2 separate regions of the Mus musculus genome follow, and region 1 is linked to region 2. A link is a contact called in public HiChIP or PLAC-seq data. All regions are on one chromosome and are shown on one strand. Each heading gives the region's core, a stretch centred on a gene start, on an enhancer-like site or on the middle of the called end of the contact. The rest is flanking DNA. Distances are from core to core; before and after follow the strand shown. Region 1 overlaps Camk2d (calcium/calmodulin-dependent protein kinase II, delta). Region 2 overlaps Camk2d (calcium/calmodulin-dependent protein kinase II, delta).

Region 1 (4,891 bases), core at 2,325-4,824, 130 kb after region 2:
GGGCCCCACCCGGTCAGACTTGTATAGCAGACTGGGGGAGGGATCAGTCAGTGAGTTATAAGTGAATAATTAAAAAAGAAAGAAAGAAAAAAAAGAAAAAAACCATGTCCTGTATATCAGCTAGCCTATTTCTGTGACAAGATGCCCAACGGAGATAACTAACATTTAAGAGGAAAAGGGTTTTTCACTCCAAGTTTCATAGGTTTCTAATCCTTGGACGGTTGATGCTACTGTTGTACTTTACAGAGTTCATTTGTGTAACAGATGGGTAGTAATGTGGTGCCACACTTCAGTCAGAGGCCAGTTGACCTCAAGTTGATCAGGAAACACAAAACAAGATGGAGAAAGGCTGGGAGGCCAGCTACCTCTCTAAAGGCTCAGGTGCATGACCCAGCTTCCTTCACTAACCCTCCTTAAAACAGTTCCCTCCTTTTCTTTTTTCTTTTTCTCTTTTTAAAGATTTATTTATTTATGTGCAGTGTTTTGCCTACAAGTATGCCTGAACACCAGAAGAGGGTGTCTGATCCCATCACAGATGTTTGCAAGCCACCGTGTTGTTGCTGGGAATTGAACTCAGGACCTCTGGAAGAGCAGCCAGTGCTCTTAACTTCTGAGCCATCTCTCCTGCTTCTTCCTTTTTAATAATATATTGCAAAAGAGAATTTTAAAAACTATAATATACAGTTGGCCTCTGATAAATGCAGGCCCAAGCTATGTAAAAGAATTCAATAATTTTTGCTCACATGGAAGTATAAGTGAGTGCTATTGAATAGCGCTTGTTGAGATAATGTATCGTGGGGAATTTATTTAGTTTTTGTAATAGAATTCCTGGCCTTAATAAAAGCTAGCATTTGCTGGATAGTTAATAATGACTACTCTTTCCCAAACTATTATAATTGTCGATTTTGTTGTTTATAATAACTCTATAATGTTGGGGTAATTCTGATCTATGTTGGAGAGCTTGAGACAGAAGAAGTGGCTTATATGCCTGAGGTCACCTTAGAAGTAGTTAGACTTACTTGAGTTTGACACACATGTGCTGTGGGCCACCACAGTGCTGCCATTTCTTTTGCTTTTCTTTGTTTGTTTTGTTTTGTTACCAATGGACATTCCACTTCAATTTCATCCTTATGTTTGGTTCACATGCAAATGTTCAAGGAAGTTTTCTGTAACCACTTGATGTTGTTACAGACCTTCAGTCATTAGTACTGGAGAAAACTTATTTATTGAATTAGGTGGGGAACCCTAGGTTATTCAAACAAAATCCAGAAAACTTATTTATTGAATTAGGTGGGGAACCCTAGGTTATCCAAACAAAATCCAACTGACTCACCCTAATCTTGGGGAAAGAAGAGATAAACTGAGCCTCACAACCTAGGCTGTTGCGTTAAAATATATATATTCTCTTAAGTAATTGAAATATTCATAAATATACTTGATCTCAACACCCAATGATAGGCTACTGAAGTTTAGCTGGACCCATATGCTTTCTCTGTTTATCAGTATAGCTGTTCATCACATGCCTCCTGCAATTTAGCGATTAGAGCTCTTTTTGAAAATGCTTTTTTTCCATACAATATATTCTGATCATGGTTTCTCTTTCCCCAGCTCTTCAAAGATCCTTACCACACAGCAGTAAGTCTCACTCCAGAGTCTATGTGCAGTGACTACCAACAGTCATATTAAATGTGACTTGTATTTTTCCCTCTTTGAACCAATTAATGTGACCAGAGGAATTAATTGTCAGCCCATTGATCTAGAAGTGCGCTACTTAAGCAGGGTAGGCCACATGGGACAAGAGTAGGGGGAAATGGCTTGCAATGGAGAAATGGAGAGCAGTTAGCTCAGCAGAAATGAAATTCAAATAGGTAAAAGATCCAAATCCACTACAGAAGATGAGAGGATGCCAGAAAACAAGCCAAGAACAAAACTACCTTGGAAGAGAAGAAAATGGAATTGCCAAAATGGAGAATCAGAACAGGGAATGATGGGTGCTGGTTATCAGACTTGATCGAAACATCAAACCTTCTTTTCTAATATGAGAAACAATATTTAAAAGTTACCTTTACCAATAAAAATTGGTAATTGTTACTATTTTTCCTGGGTGATGGTCTTTATGCTGAAGTGTATTATAAAGCCAAAGCTTAGCATTTTTAGTTCAGTCATTATCATAGGAACTCAAATAATTCCATGGATTTCTGCTGGATGGATTTTCTTCTCCTTATTGCCTTTAAAAATATTACATTTAGCCGGGTGTGATGGCGCACGCCTTTAATCCCAGCACTCAGGAGGCAGAGGCATGCGGATTTCTGAGTTCTAGGCCAGCCTGGTCTACAGAGTGAGTTCCAGGACAGCCAGGGCTACACAGAGAAACCCTGTCTCGAAAAACCAAAAAAAAAAAAAAATTACATTTATTTATTCATACATTCATGTCTGTGTGACAGAGTGGTTGGGAGTTCGTGTGTGCTGGTTAGCGGACTACTTGGAGGAACTAATTCTCTCCTTCTATCCTGTGGATCCCAAGAACCAAACTTAGTGCATCAGCCTTGAACACTACTGCCTTTACTCACCTAACTGTCTTGTGAGCCATTCATGGCTTTCTGTGCTGAAGTTTGAAAGGACTGAAGATGTTGTCATAGTCACTGTTCTATTGCTGCAAAGAGATGCCACGACCATAGCAATGCTTGTAAAAGAAATCATTGAATTAGGGCTGGCTTACAATTTTAGAGGTTTTCTTCATCATCTTCATGGCAGGGAGCATGGCAGCATGTAACAGACATAGTTCTGGAGACATTGAGAGTTAAACTTTTAACCTGCAGGCAGTAGGAAAGGAAGAGAAACTGTAGGCCAGGCTTGAGCTTTGGAAACCCAGAAGCCCACCCTCCAGTGACACACTTCCTCCAACAAGGCCACGCCTACTCCAACAAGGCCACACCCCTAATTCCTCTCAAGTAGCACCAACAAACATTCAAATGACCAAACATTCAAGTATATGAGCCTATTGGGAGGGAACATTACTATTCAAACCACCATAGATGCATACAGCAATATTAAAAACATTATGAAATTATATAACATCTATGAATTCTATTAATAACAGGGTATGTTTTATCATATGCAAAGTCTATATATGATTTATATACATGCATCCCATAATATATATATGTTTGTAAATGTAAAGGTTCTTTGTGTGTATATACAAATGAATATGCAAAAGGCTTGAGTGGAACAAAGAGTGATGTTTATGGGGAAAAAGATCACTCTAGAAGTGCATCTTCAAGCCTTAAGTAACATGTTTAATTATAACAAAATATAATCTTTTTATTATTGCCTATGTATTACTCAATTTTTGAGTTTTTAAATTCAAACAGTGCTTGGTGTTAATCCATAGATAACGAACAAGCAAACTATTTAATTTATTTTATTTTGCCTTGGAATGGAAAACTGTCAGGTGATTAGTAAATGAACACATCAGATTTAACTGGGAGTTGTTCAAAATAACTGGTACAGTCTGGAGCTGTATCATTGGCCAAAGTGAGGCGATGAGCAAGGACAGCATCTGCTGAGTCCTGCTTGGACAAGGAGAGAGAGAGTGACTCACCTATGAGTCCAGCCTCAGCAGGCTCTGGAATTAGCGACTGAGCCATCACTGCTTCCCCTAGGAGAGAAAGCTCCTCCACCCCCATCCCCCATGTTGTGTGTTTCTCTGAGATGGCCAAAATCCTGTCAAGGAACCTCTTGCTTTCCTCCATAAGCCACACATAGTCCCTTTGGCTACAAATCCTTAGTTAAACCAGAAGCAAAAGCAAGAAAGAGAAACTAGGAGACTAGAGAGGAAACATTAGAGGGGGAAATCAGCCCAGCATAGAATAGGAAGGATATGAGGAGGCCTCCCCTGGTATGGTCTGGGGTAACTATCAGCTTTTGTTTGATTCTGTTTGTGTATGCTAATGTGGCTTTTTCCACTTCAGTTGTTATTCATATGGAACCAGTGCTGTGGCTGTAAAGCAGGAGGCAGAGCCCTGAAATCAAGTGTGTAGGTTTGACCTGCCCTTCTGCCGATTACTTCTACTCCAATTTTGAGCAGTCTGCTTTGCTTCTTGGAACCTTAATTTTGTTGATTGTTTTGACCAAAATAACAATATCACACATTGTCCAGAAGAATTAAATAGCTCTGTTGGTGTAAACTTTGCCAAAGAAGTATTTGAGGGAGAATAGCACTTGATAAGTGTTACTGTAGTTTAAAAATTCTGAGTTCTATGGAAACAAACACAGTTTTGAATTGTATCGACTTCTTTCCTATCATACTGTTTCAGAGAAGAAGGGGTGGGAGCGGATGCAATTGTGTATGATGAAGCAACTGGGGGTAAGCTGAAAGAGATCAGGGAGTCTAGAGGATGAAAAACACCTTCCTAACTAGTACCTAATAAACCACAGTGCTCATGACTGGTCTTGAAGTATGCATGCATTTCTATGGATGGAGCAACAGTGACAGTCAAGATTTGCTTTCATTAGATGAGAATAAGTAGGCTCTTTGCTTACTCACCCTTTCGCTGCTTCATCAGAATTAGGAGGCTTGTTATAAAAGCACATGCCTATACAGGATTTTCTGCCCTGATCATCAGGACCCGGGAAGAAGCCCAGGAACATCTGTCCTCTGTCCTCTCCAGACCTCCAACTTACACAGTCGCCCTGTGTGAGTCCCCTAACTCAGTCTGTCATGCCCATCTTTAGTCCACGTGTATTAGCACGTGGTAGGAATAAAGGACATGTCCAGGTAACATAAATACCAAGAAACAAGTTAGATACCTGCTTTTGTCAGTGCATTTTGTCTGTGCCCTTGTTTTATATGCATTTAACGGTAGTAATAAAAACGAAAATTGCATTCTTT
Region 2 (5,296 bases), core at 134-2,633:
GTAGTCTCCCCTTGTTCTGTTACACAACGGTTGTTAATGGGGTGTGGTAGCACTTTCGTGCCTCTTAGCCCCGGTTCAATACTGCCAAACTCACATCATCATCATCATGCTCACTTTAAAATGTATTTATACACTTTCAATTTATAAACTACAAATTATGAAATGTAATTATAAACTTTGACAGTACTTCAGGGAGAGATTTTTAATTTTTATAGATGCATGTAAAATGAATTATAGCATACAATACTTATACTAATCTAGACTTTAGAAAAGTACAGAAAAACTAAAAAGGGACATATTTATGTCTTTCCAAGCAAGCACTGATAACCTTTTTTTTTCATTTCTTTATTTCTTTTCAAAGTTCGTAATTTTTTATTATAAAATTTTATTTTCATTTATTTATTTTGTGTTACGTGTGGGCAAATGACTTTGCCTGTATATGGAGGTTAGAGGACAGCTGGCAGCAATTCTGGATAAAGGTCAGGTTGTCAGGCTTGTGTGAAAGTTCCCTAATCTGCTGAGCCCTCCCAGCTGGCCCCTGCCTTTCCCCCTAACCTACCTACTTCCTTGGCTGCCCACTCCCTCTTTCTCTCTTTCAAACTGGACATTTTGGTCTCCAGTTTTACTTAAAATTACAACACATCCCTGTGTTGTGGAAATTCCTTTGAACTCTGAAGAACTGCACCCTGCTTCGCCGAGGAAGTGAACACCAGCTGGTTATTTTATAGGGTTGCATGCATCTTTCTGTTAACTTGTGCCCTTTACTGCGGAAGATAATAGATAGAACTGAAAGCACACCTTTGTAAAGTGTTTCAGACTTCTGGGTCTTAGGTAGGATTCACCTAGGAGGAGAAGTCCTGAGACACAGAGTTAAGTGTTTTCAGAATTCTTTGTCACGTTGCTTCCTGGAGGCTTTGTCCATTTCCACTGAGGACATTTAATTACAGTATGATACCTAAATTGAATTTTGAAGAACTACATTCTAACTTTCAATTTCATCTTAATGAAAAAAGAAAAACTGTCCTTGCCAAGCCCCCTCCCTCTGACAGATAACTAAAGAGGGAGAGGCAAAGTCTTTCCTCTCAAGGTGAACGGACCCAGAGGAAACTGAATTAGCACTGGGGCTGCTGGTACTGAGCTCTGGGTTCTGAGCTCTATGGAGAGGTCAGGGAGACGTCTCCAAGGAGCCGGTGTTTGCACTGGGTTTTGAAAATAAGCAATGTTGAATAGACAGATAGGACACCAACAGATAGGACATTACGAGAAACTACTCGTGAGGAACAATCAAATCAGAAAGTGCCAGTGAATGGTTTGGTGGTCATGAAAGCCTGCAGAGCCCGATGAAGGGAGTTGGAATTCTTTTCACCCTCTGAGAGTGAATCATGAAGTGGCAGGCTCTGTGGGAACGAAGGAAGGAAGGAAGGAAGGAAGGTTGATCCCGAGATTTATAGCCCTGAGTCATTAGGGGTAAACAGCTGATAAGAGAGCCACAGCAAACTGCTTATCAACCCCTCATTCTGTTTTATGTAGCCTTGGGGCAAAATACAAACCCCATAAGAGCCACTAAGTAAAAAACAAAGGACTTGAAAATAGAGTATTTCTTTTTAAAGTCAAGTGTTATGGAGTGTTAAAAATAATTAGAGTATTTTTTTTAAAGTCAAGTGTTATGGAGTGTTACTGGAGATTGCAGTGTATGTTGTGACTGTTGTGAAAATTATTGGAGGGGTCTACTTAAAGCCAAAAGTGACTAGGACATCTAACCAATAGGATGCCACTCAACACCAGATTCTTGTGTCTAAAAGACTAGCACTGGTCTGTACAGTTACGTAGAGGAATAAATGTTTTGCAGAGTCTGTTTTCCTGTAGTTTTGCTAATACATGTTTAGGGACCCAGAGCCTTTAATGTCACATCTGTGCATACTGCACTCAACTGCTGCCTTCTTCTCTCTCTCTTTTTAAGAAACTGAGAGTTACACAGTTTATTCCACAGTGTTGAATCACTTAAATAATGAAAAAAATCATTCATTCCCTTAGGTAACTTTAGTTTAAACATTTAATCTCTGTAGGTTGGCTTAGCCATGTAAATTTTCCTCTGTTTTTAAAAATCGTAAAAAAAAAATATGTAAGAGCTTTGACTTTTATTCATATTAAGGTTTTCATGGTTGCACTTAAAGGAGAAAGAAAGATCACTGTTTTATTCAATGCAAATATGTAATTCATAGTAATTTGACTTTTTTTTCCTTTCGTTTTTGGTTTTCAATAAATACATCTGTCCGAAGTTTTTCTTCACCCAACCCCAACTTCTCCCAGCCTCCTCCTCTTCCTCTTCCTCTTCCTCCTCCTTTTCTCTCCCAGCTCCACTTCTCTCTTTTCCTTCAGAATAAAAAGCAGGCCTCCCTTGTTAGCCAAATAAGGCATAAGAAGGTCAGACTAGGCTTAAACCCTTGTATCAAGTCAGGGTGAGGCAATGCAGTGTGAGGAAAGAGCTTTGGGAACAGAGCAGAAGGCCATCTGTCAACTTAAAGGACAGTGAGTCAAAATTGACACAGCTCCTGGAAGGATTAGAGAAATTCTATTTCCGCAAGTAGCATTTGATTGCCCATGCCCAACCCTGTCCTCCAAACATAAGTAGAATCAAGACCCACTTGCATCTAATTTTGGAAATAAGTTTTGGAAATAATTTTCTTAGTGTTAACTTTGCCTATTGCTCTCTATGTATATCTTATATGCTCAGGAAAAAGGAGAGGGAAATTTGACTTAATCTTACTTAATTTTGTTTGAAGGAAAAACATTTGTAATGCTTCACACTGGCAGACAACTAGTGTCTGCTGTCTGCGTAGTTCCCCCACTGTGATAATCCTAAATGCCTGTAATTCTTCAATGGCAAATAGAGATGGCATCAGCATCATAGCAGGATCAGGGATGGCCACGGGACACTGAGACCATTATGTTTTACATCATAATGACTCTAAAAATGGAAACTAACATTTGTTGATTTTTTGTAATCTTTAAAAAAACGCTATTATAGATAGAATGTTTTAAAGTATGTTTTTAAATAATTGAAATCAACCCGAAATTTAGAAACAGTGGCATTAGAAAAACAGTGACCACACACAGGGTCAGCTTTAAAAATAACACGTAGCTTTGAAAGTACAATTTCTTTTCTCCTTAGCATGTAAATGATTTATTCAGATTGTCTATAATAAGCCTAGCGGGGAAGAAAGGAGGAAGTGAGAAACGAGTCTCTGAGAAATCCTTAAAGCTCATACTAGTGCTTATGTAGCAGCTTCCATTCAAGGATCGAAAGGTCCACGGTGTTTCTGGAACAAAGGTCAGGGACAGCCTACAGGATTCTTGTTCCCAGTGCTGTTTTGTCTGCCTCCCTTCAGTGCCTCATCAGAGCCGTTTCCTCACACACCTCACATTCCTTCCAGAGTCTAGGGACAGATGACACAGTTACCTGCTGCAACAGCAGCTCGATTATGGGAGCAAAAGTGATTACGTGGGTTAGAATCTCCGTGGTCCTCTGATCAGTAACCCGGTACAAATGTTCTGTCCTGGAGATAGTTGATGCCTTATCCCACCCACCTCACCTGTTTTAATTGTCTGGATGACACATGAAGGGGACATCCAGGACATTGCTTAGCAGGAGTGGGTCAGTAGGGTTGACTGACACAGAGGATGAGAGACACCGAGATTCAGCATACTCAGACTGAGGGTCCTGAGTGAGGAACAACGGTGAGCAGTGAGCTCAGAATCTTGAGGAAGGTTTCAAGGCTAAGACCCCTGGGGAGGGTGACATTTTCCTACAACAAGCTGAGAGGTGTCAGTTGATCTTGGTGAGGGAAGATGAATTGTGTTGGAGATACAAAAGCTAGATTGGGGATGAAGTACCTAAAAGAGCATTGGACACTGGGTGTGGTCCTTCAGAAAAGACCTATGGAGGCAGTGCATTGTTTCTGAAATCGCACTGCCAGGATTCAACACGGCTTCATCCTTGGGAAAACTTCATAATCTCCCCAAACCTTGGTCTTCTACTCTCTGGAACTCGAGCCACTGTCATTTATGATCAGTGCATGCCTGCATGCTGCTGTGGCACAATGCTGTGGATAGTGGATGAAATGGAGAAGCCAGCCCGGTTTAGAGGAGAGAAAATGATGTGTCAGAAAGGTAGAAAAAAAATGGAGAATGTGAATTTCAAATTCTTAGGGCGGGAGGTTTTGCAAAGGCTAGTGGAGAGTGCTGGTTAGTTTCTGTCAACTTGATACAAACTAGAGACATGTTGGAGGAGGAAGCCTCAATCAGGACTTGCCTCCATTAAATTGGCAAGTCTGTGAGGGGTTTTCTTGCCTGATAATTGGTAGGAAAGGGACTAGCCCACACAGAAGGAAGACCAAGAAAAGACTTCCCATTCCCATGTAGCAGAATCAGAAGCAGGTCTTTGGCGAAGTTTATGTGGATTGCATCATTAGCTTAATGCCATCTGAGAAAGGAGGGACAGTCTTAGGGTGGCTTCCAGGTACTGTCGGAGGAAGAAGTCTATCAAGAGAGCACAGGGGTGACAGCAGCCCGAAGGGTAGCTGTGACGCTAGGAGGATGACATTTACGTCAGTTTCCCAGGAGACTCTTGCTACTTAGGACCTGGCAAGGCAGCCACGGGGAATCTGGCTTTTCTTTTCTTTTTCTTTTTCTTCTTCTTTTTTTTTTTTTTTTACTTTGAAAAAAAATTTTTTTCAGTGTGACATTACTTTCCTTAATTTGGGAGAGCTAGTGAGAATAAAACAGCTGGAAATGAAATGGAAACCAGGTACTAGAAAAGCCCCGCCGCCCACACACAGATGCTTTCTCCTGTTATTTCCGGGAAGGAGGTGATCAAAAGCAGAACACTGGATAAGAAAATAAATTATATTATCCAGGAGTAACGGCTAGAATGGTTCCATTTGGATTCAAAACTAGAACAGGAACAAACACAGTGGCTGCTTCAACCTGAAAATGAAGCCCGGGGAGTCGGTGATTCATGATCTAAGTTGTACAGTCCCCGTTGTACAGTCTGTTTCCTCTCCATAGGCAAAGACCCCACAGGCAGCTTCAGATAGGTCAGGATTATGCAGAGTTTTATAAGTAGGAAGGCACTGTTTAGGGAAGAAAATGACTTTACATCAGGAATAATATTTAAGTACTGGAAAGACGGAAGCTGGGTTCATCCTGGTTCTATTCTGTACTGGTACTAAGTTACGTAAGGCTCACTGCTATTCTATGTGTATGCTGTTCATTCACATTAGCTGGTTCCTGGATG

The links. HiChIP or PLAC-seq counts read pairs in DNA pulled down with a chosen protein or histone mark.
Region 1: a contact with region 2 is called in an H3K4me3 HiChIP or PLAC-seq map of bone marrow-derived macrophages, with 3 times the contacts expected there. The contact joins two enhancer-like sites. A contact is called at or near these places in 1 of 15 datasets of contacts at CTCF or cohesin (the NIH/3T3 cell line), 6 of 484 Hi-C or Micro-C datasets (B cells, bone marrow-derived dendritic cells, cortical neurons and 3 more) and 4 of 115 datasets of contacts at active chromatin or transcription factors (bone marrow-derived macrophages, heart atrium, microglia and 1 more).

What each region holds. Positions count from the first base shown.
Region 1 is chr3:126,741,002-126,745,892 of GRCm38.p6, forward strand. The region is part of intron 4 of Camk2d (calcium/calmodulin-dependent protein kinase II, delta); the gene reads left to right. Among named protein-coding and RNA genes, the nearest start is that of Gm15551, 75 kb to the left of the region's middle. Within about 2 kb of position 3,575, at least 46 of the 459 cell types and tissues checked have an H3K27ac peak or open chromatin away from gene starts, as enhancers often do. A contact at or near this core is called in B cells, the NIH/3T3 cell line, bone marrow-derived macrophages and 1 more, where this site is marked.
Region 2 is chr3:126,610,473-126,615,768 of GRCm38.p6, forward strand. The region is part of intron 2 of Camk2d (calcium/calmodulin-dependent protein kinase II, delta); the gene reads left to right. Among named protein-coding and RNA genes, the nearest start is that of Camk2d, 16 kb to the left of the region's middle. Within about 2 kb of position 1,384, at least 122 of the 459 cell types and tissues checked have an H3K27ac peak or open chromatin away from gene starts, as enhancers often do. A contact at or near this core is called in B cells, the NIH/3T3 cell line, bone marrow-derived macrophages and 1 more, where this site is marked.